Regions from separate parts of the Macaca mulatta genome. Here region 2 is linked to region 1. Evidence: chromatin contacts called from public Hi-C data. All regions are on one chromosome and are shown on one strand. The core of a region is the stretch at or near the end of the contact, and the rest is flanking DNA. Distances in the headings are between cores, read along the strand shown. Region 1 holds the start of CLCN3 (chloride voltage-gated channel 3). Region 2 holds the start of MFAP3L (microfibril associated protein 3 like).

Region 1 (6,428 bases), core at 2,639-5,138:
TTATCCTTACTGTTCATTCAATTACCTGCATGTCCAAATTGTTGTGCCTTTTCTTCAAAAAAGCAATAAATGAATAATTTGCTGAAGGAAATAGCTCTCTGAAGAAAATGTCTTAGACTTACAAAATCTTTTAGTGTCATTCAAAAGTTAAACGCTACTATTTGCAATAGCCAAGATATGGAAACAACCTAAGTGTCCATCAAGGGATGAATGGATAAAGAAAATGTGGTATATATACAGGATGGAATACTATACAGCCTTTAAAAGGAAGAAAATTATGTCATCTTCAAAAACCTGGATTAACCTGGAGGACATTATGCTAAGTGAAATAAACAAGACACACACACAAAAAAACAAATACTGCATGATCTCACATATGTGTAAAACCAAAAAAAAAAGTCAAACTCAGGGAGGCAGAGAGCAGAACAGTGGTCTACAGAGGCGGGGGGGGGGGGGGGGGAATAGGAAAGGAGGCAGGTTAGTCAAAGAATACAAAGTTTCAGTTAGAGGAATAAATTTTAGAGATCTATAGCACAGCACAGTGACTATAATTAATAATAATTTACTATATACCTCAAAATTGCTAAAAGTTAATTTTAAACGTTCTCACCACAAACAAATTGCAAGTAGGTGATACGATGGATATGTTAATTTGCTTGATTTAACCTTTCTACAATATACACATTTATCAAAACATCACAATGAACGTCATAAATATATACAATTACTACTTGTCAATTAAAAATAAATACAGACCAAAAAAAAAAACCCCAAATTCCTCAGGGGCAGCGAGTTCCTCTATGCTAGAAGATTTCAAAAGGACAAAGGAATAAACACACATACAAATATAACGCTCAGATTATAACAAGGAAGAAAGATAAAATAATAAACCAATAAAAAGTTTCTGTGGAAGACAGAAACTTTGAAAACTAAATAGTCTTCATGATTTAAAAGATGGAAACTGTTCAATTATTTCCCACAAGAAATAGCAAGAAATATATATATATATTTTTTGTTTTGTTTTTTGAGATGGAGTCTTGCTCTGTCGCCCAGGCTAGAGTGCAGTGGCCGGATCTCAGCTCACTGCAAGCTCCGCCTCCCGGGTTCACGCCATTCTCCTGCCTCAGCCTCCCGAGTAGCTGGGACTACAGGCGTCCGCCACATCGCCCGGCTAGTTTTTTTTGTATTTTTTAGTAGAGACGGGGTTTCACCGTGTTAGCCAGGATGGTCTCAATCTCCTGACCTCGTGATCCACCCGTCTCGGCCTCCCAAAGTGCTGGGATTACAGGCTTGAGCCACCGCGCCCGGCCAGCAAGAAATATATTTATTTAACTTGGTTCCAATCAAAGTTGCAGATCAAATCTCTGGATTTCAACAACGAAAATGAGGCAGTGGGGTTCAACCTCCATTTTAAACTTCACTAAAGATTTACCTTTAAGAACCAAAATGAATCACAGCTACAATGTCTATGTACAGATGTGAATGTGTATATTTAAAAAATTAAAATGTTTATTAGAGTAGTAAGACTATGAGTATTCCTTTTAAAAACACGGTTTCCCACACACTCTGTAATTTTACATTGCTCCTATAATTGAACCTACGAGCCACGTCTCTCCTTGTTTTTCTCTAGCATTTTGACTATTGTAAACTACAGTATTGTGCAGCAGAGAGCAGGAGCTCTGAAATCATACTCTCAGGCTTCAGTCTCAGTTCTGACAGTTACTGTTGGGCAAGTTAGTTACATTTTCTGTGCCTGTTTCCACGAATGTAAAACGGGATTAGTGAAAGTACCTACTTTGTGGGGTTGGTGTGAAAATTGAGATAACTCACAAAAATTACTTGGAAAAGAGCCTGAAAACATAGAATGCATTCAATAAATATTAACACTTATTATAAAATATTATACATTTTAGATCCCTGCTGACAAGTTTGACTACCAAACTAAGTTGGAAGTGCTTAGCAGTGATAGCGGCCAAACCCCACAGGATACTGCTTTGATATAGGACCCACCACAGAGATCAAATCTGACTTCCCGAGCCGTCTGAAAATTATGACCAACATGTTGTGACCAACATGTCACAACAGGAAATCGAAAGCCTAGCACTAACATGACCTGGAAAATAGCCAACTAACACAAACCCATAACCAACAAATCTGTCCCCCGAAACACATCTATCCAAAAGTAGTTTATTTACATTCTTAATGAGCTATGCATGATTGATAACACATGCTAAAGCACAATTTCCAAGTAAAAATGTAGGTTCTATACACTCATATTGACTTCTTAAAATATTTTGACTCATCATTCAAGCAAAGCAGCGAAGTTTTCGAGGTGCTGAGGGCAGTGAGGGGTGGGAAGGGTATGCAGTCTGTGATGAATTCTGCCAACACTGGCAGTCTGTATTAACCAGAGGCCACATACGCATATTCAAGTTGAGAAAATATCTGTAGGTCACACACATGGTTTTTAAAGCTATATTTTAGAACAAGACACTGAGTAGCAGCAGCACCTTTTAAGATGAAAGTCAACAACATATACACAAGTACTTTAACTCCCATACGTACTCTTGAATTGAACAAATACTATTTTGTAGTGACTCACAAAGGCACCTAGAATTGACCGATAGTTATCTCCATACCGACCTCATAAAAAAAATATTCTAAATTAACTCTTTAAAGATGAAAGTAAAAGCAATTCTGGAAAGATTCAACAATTATACAAGTCACAATGATGCTGCAGTAACTGAACTGCATAGCTCAAAAAGTTTACGTTTGTAGAACTGAACTTCTGAATTACGTATCTATGTAAAAGGTATGGTCACTGTTGATTCAATGCCATGAACAGGAATTTCTTTCCAAAGGAAACAGAAATCTCAGTTTCTAATATGCACAATACGTATGTAATTATCTTCTATGTGCTCCGCAGTTTTAAAATGCCATACAAATAAAGCATACCACATGCAAAGCTAATTTCTGAGATTCTAAGGCAGTTTCTGGTCAAGTTTAAGATCAAACCACAAATATATACACACACAAAATATTTTACATACACATACATCTAAAGATAGAAAAAATGAATATTATTTTTAAATTGGGGAAAATTAGGCGAAAGTTAAACCCACTCCTCTAAGTTTAAAGTTAATCTTCTCCTGGAACCCACTTCCATTCTATTCAGAGGTCCTTCGACGGTTCCTGAAGCAGATGTGTGAAATTTTAAAGAATGTCTGAGGGTATACACCTAATCAGGATGGGTTTGCATCCCAATTCATGATGTACCTTTCAACATTATGTAGGTACATTATAAGAGAAACCAAGATGAGGGCTGTGGCCTCATAGTTGACCCAAAATCTGTGAACAGGAGAGCTGACGAATCTTCGCTCATACAATGCAACTCACCTCGCAGCTCAGAGACATAGCAAAATCGGTGGCTGTTTTTTGCGCTGCCTTTGGATTCTGCATCTGTTTCAAACCTAAAACCTAGCTTCCCTGGGAGCTCCACCGAAGAAAACCTGACACAACGAAAACTATCGCGATTTAAAAGATACCTGACGTTTTCTACTGCAGAGGTTACGGAAATTTTGCCAGATTGGACTTTTATTGTCCTCCTTCAAACACGGGAGCAACATGAAGTTAAATCCTCTCGCTCTGGAGATCCCTAGAGTCAACCTGCTTCTGCCCAAAATTAAAAATAAAAATCTTCAACCTCACTTCCCCTTAAGACTAAAACTGAATCCATGCCCTAACTCGGGAGTAAAGTAGGACGGCTTTCAACCCACCACACCCTTCTTGATCATTATTCCGGGTCGCGGGCGAACTAGAACACTGGGAAAGGGTCTGCAAGTTCCGGACCGGACCGGCCCTGACCCACGGAAGGGGAAGAGAAACGGCAAGAGTCAGAACCCGACAGGTACGTCCCCAGCGTCGACGCGTGACGTCACTACGTTGACGTGAACGGCCGTTCAGCGACGGCCGTCCCAACACCTCCTCCTCCGACCACTCTCTGAGCCGCGTCGGCGCCTATTGGGCGGCGTGGGAATGGTGGGCGGGCCGAGGCTGGGTCTCGAGGAGGAGGAGCCGAGCGAGCTCCCTGGCTCTGAGGGCCGCCGGGGTGTGAAGCTTTTCATTAGCGATTAGCTCACGTCACTCACGCATTCCTGTTTGCCCTGCCGCTGACCTCGCGCGAGGCGGCCAGCTTGTGGGAGACGTTTTCGTGAGGCAACAGGCGCTGACCGTTCCCAGCGTCACGCGGAGTTCGGATCCATTCCAGCGAGAGACCACAGCGTCCGGGAGCAAGCAGCTTGTGAAACTCTGGCAGGCATCAGCCTTGAAAATAAAAAGTATTGATAGCTGTTGACGAGCACAGGTTCCTAAAACTTAGATCGAAGAGAAGTGCCAGCCTTCGGAAATAAACCAGGACCAAAAGTCCCCTGTGCTTATAGGTGACGTGCGGGCCGGGAGTGCGGTGGTGTCACCTCGCTTTGTATGTCATCGCCGGGTGTGTGCCTAACATACATACAAAAAGGATAACTCGAATTTAGCTATCACGCATTTTCAAAATACTGCTTGGAAATTAAATGTTTGAAGAAAAGATGTAATCTGGGGTTTCTACACGGTCTGAATTGGTTTCATTTCCGTTTAGCAACTTTTATTGAGCTCCCAGCGTGGGTCATACAATTCAGTAAACCTGATCCCGTGTTCAAGGAGCTATATTCCGATGCAGGGGCAGGGCGGATGCAGTGGAAGAATGGTGGCCACAGCAGTAGCATGCTAATAGCCTGGTGAGCAGATACAGGTTTTGCATTTCTTTGGTGAGATCACTTTTGAGTGTTACCACTGGGTGGCAGAATTAAGACCCGTGAACGTTTAATATCTCCTGTGTATTTAGTATGTTATGAATATATACTGATTAATGAATATTAAGTGCGTGTTGTATATTTTACGCCTCATCAATATTAAATATGACCTGGTCTCGCCAGACTTTTCTATTTTTACGTATATGTGCTCCACTGACTGTTTTGCAGGCTAGTAACACGTGAGTTTTGTTCTATTTCTTCTAAGGCAGAATTGAATATTCTCAAAGACAGTTCTGGGCTTCAGAGCTGGTATAGTACCCATGGTGGTGATCACAGTGCAGTCAAGCTTCTTAGGACCTCTTTCATTACTCTTATCAAGGTAGAGTGTGTAGAACTATGGAAATATCCAAGCACGATTTTCTCTTACCTGGGACACTGTTAACCAAGATCTTTAGATTCTTAGAAAATGTGGAAAAGCAGGCAAAAATTTTTCCAAACTAAGTGGAATTTTTCAAAAGACATTTACTCACTGTGGTTACACAGCTAATTTTGGAAAGGCACGTGGATTTTGAGAATGTAGACAGTAGTTGTGGTTTATTAGTCAATCTTACCTGCTTTCTATAAGGATGAAAAGTTCTTTTTTGGTAGTGTCTTAGTTTCTTAATGGAGGATTGTTCCAAGGATCTCTCTTAACTGTGCAAGAACAAGTCTATTTGTATGTTTGGCTTTTTGTAATATTATTCCTATTATGCACCACCTTATTCCTTTATGAGAACTTATTTTAAAGTCATGGTTTCTGGCATACATAATCATCATACCAGTAGTTCTCAATCTTCACTTTGCATCAGGGCCATCTAGGGAGCTTCAGAAAAATATCCTTGCTTAGGCCCCATTCCCAGAAATCCTGTCTTAATTGTTCCAATGTTGGACCTAAGCATTCCTGTGTTTAATTCTTTCCAGTTGATCCGAGGGGCCCAGTCAGAAACACTGAGTTACATATGGAGCAATATATTTAAACAATGTGGTATGTGATTGCTTGGTGATAAAACAATAGATTGCATCTGGGAAAAAAATATTCTCTAATTCCTCTGGTGTTTTTGTGAGAGAATCTGGTGATATTGAACTTCCTCTTCAGCAGACTGGTGGGAAGAAACACAGGGTAAGCACCATAGCCAGATCTTTGGTACATTTTAAGTGCCCTAATGTGAATACTTGCAGCCTGATCTCATCCATAGCGGTAAATACTACAGAAAGGATGCTGATTGATTGGCGTTCTTACCAGATCCCTTGTTTTAGTGGGAGTGATTAAGAAGGAACTTCTCAGGGCTCAGATAATTACCAATAAGGAGGTTTACAGACCCAACTATGGGCTTTTCTCCCATATGAAAATAATTCAACAGCCCACTTCATCTCCATACTGTAAATAACTGCTCCCAGAACCCTAAGAAGAGTTTGTATTAGTATCCACGTGCTGTTGTAACAAATTCCCACAAATTTAGTGGCTTGAAACAGTACAAATTTTTGATCTTAGAGTTCTGTAGGGTAAAAGTCTGATATAGGGCTCACTGGTTAAAAATCAAGATGTTGGCTGGGCGTCGTGGCTCACGCCTGTAATCCCAACACTTTGGGAAGCTG
Region 2 (6,428 bases), core at 1,395-3,894, 400 kb before region 1:
TACAATGTGGTGGTGCAAAGGATGAAAACCTGGAGGAGGAGGATGAGAAGAAACAGTCAGAGAGAGAGGTAGGAGAACCAAGAAAGATTAATGTCATGACAGACTCAGCAACAGAAAGCTCCAGATGGATAGAAGTGGCAGTAAAGACTGTTGAAAAGACGTCTTGTCCACCTTTGTAAGGCTAGGCTATTCGTGGTGTGAATGTCAAGGGGCACCTGGGCAAGTTCAAGGGCAGTGCTCAGGGCATACCAGCAACAATGGATTCTCAAAGCACAGGAGGAGGACGAAGGGGACACTCCAGCACAAGCTAGGATTCCATGGTGGAAGCAGCTAAGTAAATGTATTCTTCCAGTGACCTTCCATAGAGATAGTGTCTCTGACCACGCTGAAGCTGAACTGGAGCTGGGCAAGGCAGAGAGGTTCAAATGAAGGGTGACTCCCACTATCATACCAAGCCTCACTGGGCAGCTGTCCTGCTCATCCTCTCCCTCCTTAAGACAGAAGGTGAATTCCATTCGCCTTCCTGCTCTCAATGAAAAGCTCTCTTTGGGTTCTTTACTAATCTCGAAACTGTAAAAGTATTTTCCCTGTGACTTTTCTCCATTTCAGTGCTGTCTTCTCTAAATGAGAATTAAAAGCAAGTTCCCCACACCGACCTCAAGTGGTTTCTAAGATAGCAAGAGTGCATTTTGCAGGTTCTGAGAATTTAAAAGAGACGGGGGAAGGGAGGAAATAGAGTGAATGCAGAAATGCTGGAGAAGAAAACGTGACATAATACTGCGGAATATTTTCATAGTGGGGACACAAATGTAACAATCAATAAAGCAGGTGGAAAGTTTGTGCTCTGGTGCAATTGTAAAGAATGTTTATTAAATACTTAAAAACAAAGAAGATTTACGTTTCTCGAAAGAACAGCTGAAAAATCCCTTGAGCTAAAATGTGTTGCTATTCGAGATGCCATAAAACTGTTAAAATATGACATCTCATTTCAATCTTTTTGGGGGAAAAAAAATCAGGCTTTGACTCACTCGTAAGACAGATCCCACGCACCCACCCACCAACATGGCCCTTGGCTGGGCGACCTGCCCACGTGTCGATGCAATCGTGCCTCTCTAGAGCCCTGCTTCCATCCGTTTCCCGAGCTTCAATGTCGTGACGAGAGACCGCGGCTACATCAACCTTGGGCAACCAGATGCAGCCGCGTGCGGCAGCCTGGCACTGCCCGGAGCATGCTCAGTCGGGTCCTGACCCACTTCTGCAGGTCCGACCTGGGGGCGTGGGGTCAGAGGCATTACTTTGTCAGTTTGCCAGGAACAGAGAGGAGCAGAGAGACTGAGAGTTGCTAAAGCTCCTCTCTTGGCACAGCAATCCCTGACCCGGCGGCGGAACATGCCCAGTCTGGCTGCCGGAGTCGCCAGGAGCATCAATGTGCAAAGTCCACCTTTCCGGGTCTTCGCAGCAACCCACCGGGAAGAAGGCGGAACGGGAGTAAAAGGACCGGAGTGGGGCGTGGCCAAGGGGGCGGGCACTAAAATGCCTGGGGGAGGAGCCTGGTCCCGCCCCAGAAATTGAGTCTCTCTTTTTAAAATTAAAAAAAAAAAAAAAGAAAAAAAAAGACGGAAGGTAAAGAGGGGAGGAAGCCACTTACATTGCAGGATCGTGCAGCAAAACTTCTGTAGGTACTTAATAATTTTAGAGTACTCTACTTTTTAATTAAAAAATCAACTTATGGTTCATCAGAAAAAACGTCGAAATTACAAATAATATTTTTAAAGAAAATGAAAAAAAAATTCCTGGAACCCCACCACTCATAAGTCACCAGGGAACGTCCCGTTGGGTTTTCTTCCAGACTCTTTCATCTGTGGACTTTGCTTTAAGAGACGTTTAAGGCTGACAACGCAGTCGCCCGGGAAGGCCTGAGAAGCTTTTGGATGCAAGGTGGTTTGCTCGTGATCGCATTTGATTGCAAGAAGACAGGGTAGGCTTGGGGGTGGATTGATTGGTTCCCATTTAGTGTCCCAGGATGGGACCTTAAGAAGCCTTTTCCTGGGTGTCCTTGAACACGAGTGCGATAAGACGCCCACAAAAGTTGCGGTGGAAGCCCCGGGAGCGCCCCGCCCCGACGAGGGTCAGTCGCGTCGCCCCGGCGGGAGAGAGAGCGGAGTGAGAGTTCCGCGCTGCCGCGGAGGCCCTGGCCTTGCGGGTGCCGGGCTGAGGGGGCCGCCGAGGCCCGGCCCAGAGGCTGAGCGGACTGAGCGCTGGGCTTCCCGGTAACGACAGCCTACGCTGGCTCCTCCACTGGGCCGGTCCGCTGTTCCGACTGGCTCGCCCTGCACCGCCTGCACCGCCCGCACCGCCCGCCCCGCTGCCCCCGCCCCGCTGCCCCCGCCCGCGGCTGTCGCGAAAACCCGGAGGCTACACCCGCGCCTCCGCGCCGCCCGGAGAGCCGCACTGGGCATGCTCGGCCCCGGCCGGCCCAGGCTCCTGTAGGTGGGAAGCTCCGCGCTCCCTGCAGCCGGCGGCGCAGCCCGCAACGCTGTGAGGCGCCGGCGGAGGCGGCTCGACCGCAGTAGGCGCTACCCGGCGTCCGGCGCAGAGTGCGGCGCAGCGGCCGCTGTCGGGCTGGCCATGGCAAGGGGTGCACGGCGGCCACCTGAGTGGCGCGGCGGTGTCAGGTTAGCTGGGGGCACCCGGAGGGATGGGGCGGAGGGGCACAGGTGGGGGCCAGCCCCGCACCGGGTCGGCGCCGGGGCCGTGGAACTTTCGGGTGTTTGGGCTGACTGAGACTGCGGCGGAGGCTGCGCTGCGAGGCGCCGCATGGTCCCGGCAGCGGGCTCCAGGGGGTCGCAGGATGCTTCGAGATCCGTGCGGGGCGGGGGTTGGCCGTTTGGGGACCGCCGCATCCCGGGTTCGAACCGTAATCTTCCGAGGGCGAGGAGCGCGGAATCCACTGCCAGCTGCCGGCGAGCCTCCTGGATGTCCTGGGGGAAGGGGACGCCGAGCAGCTGTGGGGGCTTTCGCTGGGCTCCGGATCCCTCGCGTCACTGTGCCTCAGTTTCCCCGGACAGGGAGGAGGGTAAGCTGGCCAGGGCTCCGGAGAACGTGAATGCGGGTTCCGCGTCGGGAGGGCGCCGTGTCCTGATGCCGCAGGAGTGCGGGCGGCTGTGGGTGCTGTGAGCCGCCGCCTCGCGACTGAAGCTCTCGGAGTTTGTCGCATTTGACTCCATAACAAGTTGACATCGAATGGCTTCATGGCGTGGAATGGGGAAACGTGCTTCATCGGATTAAAATACAGAGGGATTGCAGAACCGATTTATTTTAAGCTTGATCATTAATCTGTCTTCTCCATCCCTGAAAAAAAAAAAAAACCAAACTTACCTTGCAAGATTTATAAAGCAAGCTAGCAAAAAAAGGTTTGTAGGTGTATTATCTGCTCACGTTGTAGAAGACAGTTAAGATACGATCGAACTGTCATTATTTTTAAGGATACTTAGCAGAAAAGTTTGGTTACTGTGGCAATCTTTATTTTGCGTTATCTTCGATTTAATGTTAAAATCTTGGAAACCGAGCATTGCAGAAGCTCAGTGTTTTTTGTAGTTTTCTCACTTTTGTTTCTAGATGAAACACATTTTTTTTCAGTTGCTACTATGCTGAACATAGTAAAATCCTTCAGGATGAAATACAAGACGGAAAAAAATGTCTTTTCATGAGACCATAAGTTATAAGAGTGTAGTTCTTCTGACATTTTACTTACACAGAAAGTGCAATTTGCAGGTCCCACTGTGGTTTCTACAGTTGTTTCTTCCTGAAGCATTTAGTACCATTAACACTAGGATTATTGTATCTAATAGGGGCAAGATGAACAATCCTGTTCTAGCGGGAACGAGTTCTGCTAACTAAAGCTAAATTCTCAAGCCTCTTTCTATAAGTAGCACTTAGTGGGTTCAGTTATTTTATTCATTAAGCTTATTACAAAACTTCTAGTTTACAATCTTAATAGACCTTAATAGACTTTAGAAATGCATTGACTTTTCATTGAGTTGTGGGTAGGCTTTAAGGTTGGTGCTTGCTTGCAAGCCTGAGATGACTCCAGCTCTAATTCTGGATACTCTCTGGGGTGATTTCCCCCAGTATAGAGTTCACTCTGTCCTGTGATGCTACATAACCAAGGTTTAATAATAGGAAAGGCTTGAAACGTCCAGACAACAACAGCAGTAGCAACAACATGATTACCATTTTTATGAATTAGAACCTGCAGTCCCCCATTTTAGCCAAATAGTCTGGTTGGTGATGTTCACTGCTCCTAAATTTATTTCTAAATACATTTATAGAAAAAGAAGTTTGAAAACCCCAACACAAATATTGAATAACTGTGCTTCTCTTTTCTATAAAAATGCATCAAGTTTAAAATCTTTCATGAAGTACTGCCTGGATGTACACCTTATCCTGTACAGTAGGTCTCGTATCCTCAGGTAACATTCCCCTGTAGAAGTAGCTGGAGTCTCTCCTTAGCCTTGGGTTCTTCCTGACCTGGAGGAAGCAGCAAGTCCTCAGTTTACTTTTTGTGAATGTGAGGTTTAATACAGATCAATAGGCCCCCTTCTCGATCCAGAAATCCTAAGTACAAATCCTAAGTATTTTCTCAGTGTTAAGAGACACGATGAAATTTAATCAAAGGCTTATTTACATACTGCCCTTGGCTTCAAAAAGTCCACATTTCCCTAACCTAAAACTCAAACAACAACCGGAGTTAGGTTGAAAAGGGGTTTTATTACTGCTCCTGAAGAAAAAAATAGACTTTGTAGGCATGTTACCAAAAAAAGGTGATCATTTCTTCTCTTTTGTAGTTAACTGTTGGGTTCTTGCAGCTCCCTTGCTAGGCACATGATTTTTAGGTTTATTTCCATGTGTTTAGATTTCTATACTGTATGATGATGTTGGTGACATTAGACATTTACAGCAAATTACTCCCTTTAAAAATAGATCTACCCCCAATCCCTGTGACCTTAATTTATCCAGCTCCTATTTGGCTTGCAATTTGAATACTCAAGGCATTTTAAATTGTGCTTAATTTGGACTTTTTATTCTACTTTTTAATGCAAGAACTTTTAGATACTGGAATACAAATAAATATTGTAGCCAAGTTGCTTTTAATCTCAACCCAGCCTAGTCAGATTTGTTAAAGAAGTGTTGATTTAGTTTTTGGAATTTAGAATTGCTGATACTATCACTCCCCTGAGTTGGCATCTAACCCAGCACTTGGGGTGTGACTTGTCTTTTCTAGCCGAGGCCAGGAAGACACTTAAAACTTTGACAATGTTTTCAATCTATGGCATATCACATTATGGTTAGGAATGGCCTGAAAATGCCAGTGGTTAATTTTAAGTTTGGCAGAGTACCTCCCTGGCATGGTTAAAAGATGGTTACAAAGGGTTTGTTTGATTGGGTCTTGGTGTAACCACTTAAGAGCTATCAGAAGTAGTTTATAAGTTATGCTCCAAACAGAAATCCTGTGAATTTATTGGTCTTGCCTCTGCTTCCACCTGAGGTTTTTACTCATTAAAATATCACGTTAATTTTTTTTCCTCAGACTTTTATAGTTAGGCTCCTAAGGCCACAAAAATGAGTAAGAGTAACTCACAGTCGAGTCAGAGAGAGATGCTTGAGGACAAATAAAACACAGTATAGGATGAGTGCTCCAGAGAGGTACGCACATGGGACTGAGGAGGCGGGGGAATGAACCCCATAGATTGGAGGAGGAGAGGACCTCATGCTTGGAGTGACATTTCCATGGGAAATGATATTTCGTTAAGGAATGCCCGAAGAGTTAGAAGTCTTCTAAGCAGAGAAGTAGACACTCCAGGAAGAAGGAACACCACTGGGATAGGCAGAATAATGCCCCCTACCAAAGGTGTCCACTTTGGAATCAGTTAATGGTCTTGCCATGGGGAGGTTATTCAGGATTATATAGCTGGGCCCAATGCACTTCTGTGGTGTGGGAGTTCAACATGGGTCTTAGTGAGCAAAAGTCAGGGATTCTGCAGGGCCTTGTTCCTTCTAGAGGCCCTAAGGGAGAATCTGTTTCTTTGCCTTTGCTACCTTCTAGAGGCCACCCACATTCCTTGTTTTGTAGCCCCATCCATCTTCAAAGCTCGGAATGGCCAGTCCAGTCTCTCTTGTGGGGGCATCACTCTGATACTGACTTCTGCTTCCCTCTTTCACATGAAAGAACCTTTGTGATTACATTGGGCCCACCTGAATGATGGCTTTTCAAGACGTGTTGGAACTTCCATTCCCCAGAACTGCAAGATAAATTTGTGTTAAATCCCTCAGTCTGTGGAAATCTGTTACAGGAGCCATGGAAAGCAAATACAGCTATATCCACCGAAAGGTTTGGTATGATGGACTAATAGGCAAGGGCAGGAGGA

The links. Hi-C and Micro-C count contacts between places; a contact is called where the count stands out from the background.
Region 2: a contact with region 1 is called in a Hi-C map of fetal cortex germinal zone, with 3 times the contacts expected there. The contact joins the promoter of MFAP3L here to the promoter of CLCN3 in region 1. A contact is called at or near these places in 2 of 14 Hi-C or Micro-C datasets (fetal cortex germinal zone and fetal cortical plate).

Annotation. Positions count from the first base shown.
Region 1 is chr5:178,086,087-178,092,514 of T2T-MMU8v2.0, reverse strand. It overlaps CLCN3 (chloride voltage-gated channel 3), which reads right to left and starts at 3,888. Exons shown (of 13, transcript XM_015139499.3): 1 at 3,397-3,888.
Region 2 is chr5:178,484,036-178,490,463 of T2T-MMU8v2.0, reverse strand. MFAP3L (microfibril associated protein 3 like) reads left to right here and starts at 2,644. Exons shown (of 3, transcript NM_001266355.1): 1 at 2,644-2,675.